Linked DNA regions of Mus musculus: region 2 is linked to region 1. Evidence: chromatin contacts called from public HiChIP or PLAC-seq data. All regions are on one chromosome and are shown on one strand. The core of a region is the stretch at or near the end of the contact, and the rest is flanking DNA. Distances in the headings are between cores, read along the strand shown. Region 1 overlaps Cd247 (CD247 antigen). Region 2 holds the start of Ildr2 (immunoglobulin-like domain containing receptor 2).

Region 1 (3,372 bases), core at 410-2,909:
CTAGTAAGCTTGGTACTGCAAGGGTTAGGCCCTGTACCTGAATCCTGATCCATCTCTTCTGCTTCTCTGGGCCCCTCCACAAGTGAACCTTGAGTGGCTTAGTATGATGACATATTAGGATATTTGGTGCCCAAGACAATGACATGGACTTCTAATATTTTCCCCTCAGATTTAAAAGTTTGTGGTAAAACACACACAACATAAAATTTACCACATTAGCCATTTTGGGTGTACAGTTCAGTGGTATTAAGTACAGTCGTTTGGTTGAGCAACTGTCTCTAAGCCTCTTTTCATCTTGTAAAACTGAAACCATACATCCACCAACCTCCAGTGCCCGCCAACTGCCCCACCCCCAACTCCCATTCTATGTTCTGTCTCTATGATTTTTTGACTTCCCTATGTATCTTGTATGAACAGAATCATACAGTATTTGAATGCTTGAATGTTTTCTTCTTATTTTAGCATATTATCCGTGGGGCCCTATCTTGCTTTAGTAGGTGTCAGAATCTTCTTTTAAAGACTGAATAATGTCCCAGGTGTATTTACAGATCCCGTCTGGCTTGGTCACACACCAAGTGATGGACACCTAGGTTGCTTCTACTTGGTATTGTGAGGAAAGTGTTCTGAGTGTGGGCAGACAGGGGTCTGCTTTCCAGTCTCTTCAGATGTGTACTCGGAAGTAGGATTGGGAGGTCATGTAGTAGTTGAACTTGTGCAAGAACTGGCAAGCTATCCTCCACAGCGACTATACCAGTTTACATCCCTACCAGGAGCATCTGGCACAGCAGTTTCTCTATATCCTTGCCAACACTTGCTTCTGATTTCCCATCCTAGCTGCTCTCGCTGGGGTGAAGCGATCTGAACTTTTGAACAGAAAGAAACAGGCAAAGTAAAGGTTTCCCCTTCAGTGCCAGCAGCACTCAGGAGGCAGTCGCAGTCTCGGGGGGGGGGGGGAGTTTCATGAGTTCAAGGCCATCTGGTCTATATAGTGAATTGTAAACCAACCACGACTGCACGGTGAGGGTCTGTCAAAAGGAACGAAGGGACGAAGGACCTAAACCTGGCATACCATTTTAACAAACTAATCATATTAACACATACAAAAATATAGTAACTGCGTATGCATGGCCCTTCAGAGACAATGCAAAAGGAGGGAAGGGAGAAGATGTGTAGAGAACAAGATAAGAAAAATTAGAAGTTAAGGTGGGTAAGAAAAATTAAGGTGGCGCAGAACGGTGACAGGCTCTGAGGACAGCTTTGCGACAGCAGTTGGGGGCAGCCCAACTCTGAGTGCTGGACCCTGTTTGCCTACATTTGCCTGGGGAAACTGACTGCTTCCAGGGCAGGAGGGTCCTCAAGAGAAACAAGCCACAGATCCTATTTGGGGTCAGAAGATCAAAATGGGGGAGGGGTGATTGGCCCCTAAAACAGGTTTGCCTCAGGGAGCAGAAAGCAGGCTTCCTTGGTTTCTTGGTTGGCCTGGCTGCCCCTTGTCCCTCTGCAGAGCTAGCCTCTGTAGAGGCCAAACTGGGTGGCATTCAATCTTGGGTTTCATGCATTTTTTAAACCTGCTGTTGAAGGAGCAACTGCATCAGGCAGCCCTTTTATGTCAGGGAAACCGCCTGTGAGAACGGGGGAGGTGATGGGGGCGCTGAGCTCCAAGGGGCTGCCCTGGGCCTTTGTTTCAGGAGGCCGCACAAGGCGGCTGGGCTTTTCCTTTGAAAACCCCTGGCCAGGAGCTCAAGAGCCTCTTTTCTGCACACCAGCTACATCACATTTTACAAACCTCAAGGAAGGGGACCCAGACCTGGTTCTGTAGTAGTCTGGTTTGTGTGCCTCGAGTCTCCGACACCCTCATTTTCTTGGTAAGCACAGAATGTAGGGAATAGCAGTGTTTTCTCTTACATCCCTGCAAAGATTTCCCTGGAATTTCACCACCAGCTGGATGAATAGAAAGAAAAGGGAAGCAGGCAGACTAAATAGACGGGGCATCTCAATGGCATGTCACCGCCTCACAAAGCCGGCAGGAAATCCTTAATTAACCCTGCTTCCAGACACAAAGCCCCCATAACATTTCATCCCATTTGAATAAATATTTTTAAAGAAAGGAATGTGAAAGCACTTTTATTCGTGGTCTTGGAGCGCTAATTTAGCACCACGTGTATTTTCAACTGTCCCACAAAAGCGCAGAGGATAAGGGAGTTCTTCCAAAAGCCCTCCTCCCCTCGGTTTCATTTCTAGTCCATGGTGACACATCCCTCTTGGGAAAATCCTGGCCCAGATTTTATTAGTCTTTTGTCAGCTGTCGGGAGTTAAAACTTCACAAATCCAGTCTACGCCTCAGCCCTGCCTTGCAAGCTGCCTGCCTCCCCATGAGATGTGGGCTAATGGTTGGGAAGAGTCACCCTCATCGATCCTGGACACAGCAATCAGCCCTTCCTTCCCCCCAACCCAGAAACCTACCCTGTGCTCAGTAGCCCCTGGCTTCCCCGAGCTGCTCCTGAGGCACTGAAAGCAGGTGTGCACACGCAGAGGTGTTTGGTCTCCTCTAGCACAGGTCTGTGGGGTCTTTTTTCCAAAAGGTTTCAAAATCACCATTATGTCGATTGACAGTGTTTCTGACCAGCTTTAGTTGAGCTTCCGGCTCTCCTCCTTGGTCCATGTGTGCTTAATAAAACCCTGAGACTCTTGCTAAGTCAATCCAGCAAGAAGCTCACACTTGACACCTGGTCACACTCAATATCTCAGAATCCAATGAGCCCCGTCTTCCACTGTCCCTCAGGGGTGCCTCATTTTGTCTTCAGCTGGGATCCTGTGACGTCAGCTTAGCCAGAATCTCTCTCTCACTCCTGATATATCTTTCTTAGTAATTTTCCATCCACTGACCCCTCCTGCCTGACGTCGGACTATACCTGCCCACCTGCCCTTACTGTGGTCAAGCTGAGCCCCACTGCTCTTTCCCACTGAGGAGCCCACCAAAGTGGTCCTTTATCTGTCTAAATGGCCTGGGTAAAGTCACTCTTATTGTTCCTCAACAAGGGTCTCTGAGTAATTTCTCTTTAACGCATCCTGGCAATCATTATTAATTGTTTTTACTAAGTATGATGATAATCTCTGATAGCTATATTCTGAGGTCCATTTTATAAAGTGATCTCATTATGATGTCATTTGCACCCCATGGAAATAGTGACTGTCCTTTCCTCCTGACAGATCAGGAAACTGAGGCACTGAGTGAGCTTCTTAAGAGAACAAAGCAAAGATTAATATTATGGACAGAGCACGTCCGTCTTTTTTAACACCCCATAGGCTGCTCCTTCTATGACATGCTGTCTTGTCGTGGAAAGATTCCATGATGTGCCAACGGAAGAAAAT
Region 2 (3,372 bases), core at 267-2,766, 440 kb after region 1:
CTAAGACTTACTAAAAACGTTGAAGATCCAGATGTAGGAGACAAGTGGGAACCTAGAGAGGCCACACCAGGACTGCAGCTCAGATCACACCCCTGAGCAGGGTGGCCACCCAGCCTCCAACCACCACACCTGGCCCCGGCCCCTGATGCTGCTGCTACCTCCGGGCAAAACTGATTGTCCGGTGTGCCTGCCTCTTGCACTACTTTATCCAGATTCAGAAACCTACCTGTTAAGAGGTCACCCTGGCCATACTGGGGCCAGGGGCCTCTCCTCCAGCTTTGGTGGTTAGGAGGTGACTAGACTTTCTGGCTTCTGTATTTGGAACTGTCCAGATATGCAAAAAGAAGGCAAGTGGTGGCAAAAGGCCACCATTGAGCTTCCTCCTGATTCTGCATGTCCCCATATATACATCACCCCTGCTTTCACATGCATACATTCTTAGGGTGAAGGATTTCTGTTTCCGAGTTCACGGGCATTTTTCGGTCCTTCGGAGTTCTTTCTCCCTTCCTCTAGACAGAATATGGGTGTCTGCTTCCTTACTGCCACCAACCCTCAACAAGCCCAAATCTTGTCCCATCTTTCAAGTGTTAACACAGATGTCTCCTTTATTGTGGTCATCAGCCCCACCCCTGGGACTAACTTGTTCTTTCCTGAGTCCACCTGCCCCTTCCCTATCTCTTCTACAATGACATCAACCGGCATATTTTTTACAATGACTATGCATTATGCCTCTAAAGGTCTGGCCTTTCTTCCTCTCCTGGACCCAGGATATGGCTCCTCAAGGGACACCATTCTCATCCTGTAGCCTTAATGCTTAGAGCCTAGGAGAGCCTTAGTATATATTTGCTAACCCAAACATTCGTTTCTCAGTGCTTTCTCAACGTATTGTGAGTCCTTTCCAATAGACAGGAGACAACTCCATTTTAAAAGTGGGCATAGCCCATGGAAATGTACGCTGCAAATGGAGAATGTATAGGTGTAGTCTCCCTCTCCCTCCCCCTCCCCCTCCCCCTCCCCCTCCCCCTCCCCCTCCCATTCTCTCTCTCCCTCTCTCTCTCTCTCTGCTCATTTTCTGTTAAAAAGGCCACATACGTTTTAACAGAAAAAAGATTTTTGCCTAAAGGGTTTCTCCCCTATGGATCCTAATTTGGTTGGGGCCTCTTGGTTCGTTGAACCAGATGCACCAGCCAGGGCACAACAAAAACAAACAAACAAACAAACAAACAAACACCACACAGGTCTAAGCCCCAGGAGAAGTTATGCCAAGTCCTTGTAGCCTTTCTGTCCCTGACACCCAGTACAGGTGCAAGGAAACATCGAGTCCCAGCCTGCTTGGTGGCTCAAGTAGAGCTTGAGTCGCAGCCCCCGCCACATGGTCCGCCCTCTGGGGTGGACTTCGCTGCTAGGCTCTGACCTCCCAGCCCCGGGAGACGGCACGTGACCGAGAAACTTTGGCGGGCGGTGTTGGCGCGGGCGGCGGCGCGGCGATCGAGCTCCCCCGCGCGGCGAGCTCTGCTGCGGGGAGGCGCTCGCCGGTGCCGCGCAGCCTGTGCGTGCGGGAACGGCCCCCGCAGCCCAATCGGACTCTAGAGCCAGCGGCAGCGCGCCTCTCGCAGGCGGCGGCGTCCAGCGCCCGGGGCCGGGCTGCGCGGCCAGCCCCGAGGGCTGCGGCGCCAGGGACGCGCGGGGCCCGCGCTCCGCCGCCGCCGCCGCCTGCTGCTGCGAGGTCATCCGGATCTTATCGTGCCAGCTGATGCCCGCTTTTCCCACTCTGGATCTGGATGGGAAGTTGGGGAAGATGGATAGGGTCGTGTTGGGGTGGACCGCTGTCTTCTGGTTAACAGGTAAGAGTCGTTTGCCACAGCTACGGATAACTTTAAATGTATTCCTACAGTGGTGGTGTTCCACTCCACCTTCGTTTTCCTCCTTTTTGACAGTGTTAAAGCTGCTTAGCCTGTGGTGTGTGTGTGTGTGTGTGTGTGTGTGTATGATGGGGGAGGCAAGGGAGAATGCCGGATTGCGAAGGAGCTGGATGGAGATGCAGGTGTTTGACTCACTAGCGCTATGAGGCTGTTCTTAGGAGGTATATTTCCCCTCCAGACAATGATTCTTCCTCCTTCTTTCTCTGAGTTTGTTAGGCTCCGAGTCCTGGGCAAAGCCTGGGGAAAGGGGTTGATTCATTAACAGCTCTGGTTTTCTGGAGGCAGGGTTTGGGAGGTGGGTAGGGGAGTGTCTCCCTAGCTACTTCCACAGAAGAGGAGGGAGACCCAGGAACATTCGCTGGGGCTCTCTGGCTGTAGGGGGAAAGGTTTAGGAAGATGAAGAACAGCTTGATTGGCCTGGAATTTAAGGCCCTATCAGTCTTACTGGAGCCATTTGGAGAAGATAAAAGACAACCCTGTAATAGATCGACGCCCCCCCCCCCAACAACGTTAATTTGTATGGAGGTTCAGAGGTAACTTTGGCGGTGCTTGTAGCGCACCTCTTCTCCTTTTGTGAACTTTCTTCCCATCGTCTGGTGCTAGGAGAAGCCCTGTGTGTAACACTGTACAATTCAGCAATTCTGGGTTAAGGAACAAGTGGCGCTGGGGTGGCCACCTCAGATTCAGAGTAGCCCGCTGAAGGCAAAATGGGGCAGGGGGAGGAGGCTTTGGATGGCTGGGGGTGGGCCAGAGGCAACCAAAGAGACAGTGGAGAAGACAGAATAAGGTGTCGAAGGGTCATGATGATAGGATCGGGTCAGTCGCAGGCAGAAGAGAGCAAATGGCTGCAAGAAGAAAAAAGTTTGTTTCCTCTGGGGCATCCACCAGCTCCAGGAGGGTGCGGTAGGGTGGGGTGAGATCAAGAGACTAGGAAAATGGGATCCAGCTTAAAATAGCCAAAGCAAATCTGAAACGAGAGAAAAGACATGCAAGAAGGAAGAAAGACAAATACCCCCTCTTCTTTTACTCTCAGAATGAAATTATCAATTGCCTGAGTTCTTTCCCCATGGCAAATGATAGGCCCTAACACTGCTCTTGCCCCCAGCTGGGATGAGGTGGGGGTGGGGGTGGGGTGGCATCCTCAGTAGAGTTAGCCTCTTATCTTGGCTGCTCTGAGTTCATCCCTCCCACATTATTCAAATATGAATCATCTAATTCCAGGGTTTGGCTGATCCTTGCTTCTCCCTCCTCTGGCCTCCCAATGCTTTCCACTGCCACCCTCACAGATCCTGACTCCCGAGTGGCCTCTACTGCTCACTTGCCATCTTCAAGGGGCCTGGGACTTGAGGCCTGTGTCATGGCTTCTCTGAAGTCAGGCAGGCATCTTAGGAGGTCCATGAGTCAGAGATGCTTTTCTTGACGTCCCTCTCCCAATACTGGGTTTGCCCAA

The links. HiChIP or PLAC-seq counts read pairs in DNA pulled down with a chosen protein or histone mark.
Region 2: an H3K4me3 HiChIP or PLAC-seq map of embryonic midbrain shows a contact between it and region 1, with 2.7 times the contacts expected there. The contact joins the promoter of Ildr2 here to the enhancer-like site in region 1. A contact is called at or near these places in 9 of 39 promoter capture datasets (the 3T3-L1 cell line, 3T3-L1-derived adipocytes, embryonic stem cells and 4 more), 1 of 115 datasets of contacts at active chromatin or transcription factors (embryonic midbrain) and 1 of 9 other capture datasets (adipose tissue).

The regions. Positions count from the first base shown.
Region 1 is chr1:165,812,657-165,816,028 of GRCm38.p6, forward strand. The region is part of intron 1 of Cd247 (CD247 antigen); the gene reads left to right. Among named protein-coding and RNA genes, the nearest start is that of Gm23402, 4.6 kb to the left of the region's middle. Within about 2 kb of position 1,660, at least 53 of the 459 cell types and tissues checked have an H3K27ac peak or open chromatin away from gene starts, as enhancers often do. A contact at or near this core is called in adipose tissue, where this site is marked.
Region 2 is chr1:166,252,623-166,255,994 of GRCm38.p6, forward strand. It overlaps Ildr2 (immunoglobulin-like domain containing receptor 2), which reads left to right and starts at 1,517. Exons shown (of 10, transcript NM_001164528.1): 1 at 1,517-1,844. The coding sequence starts at 1,754.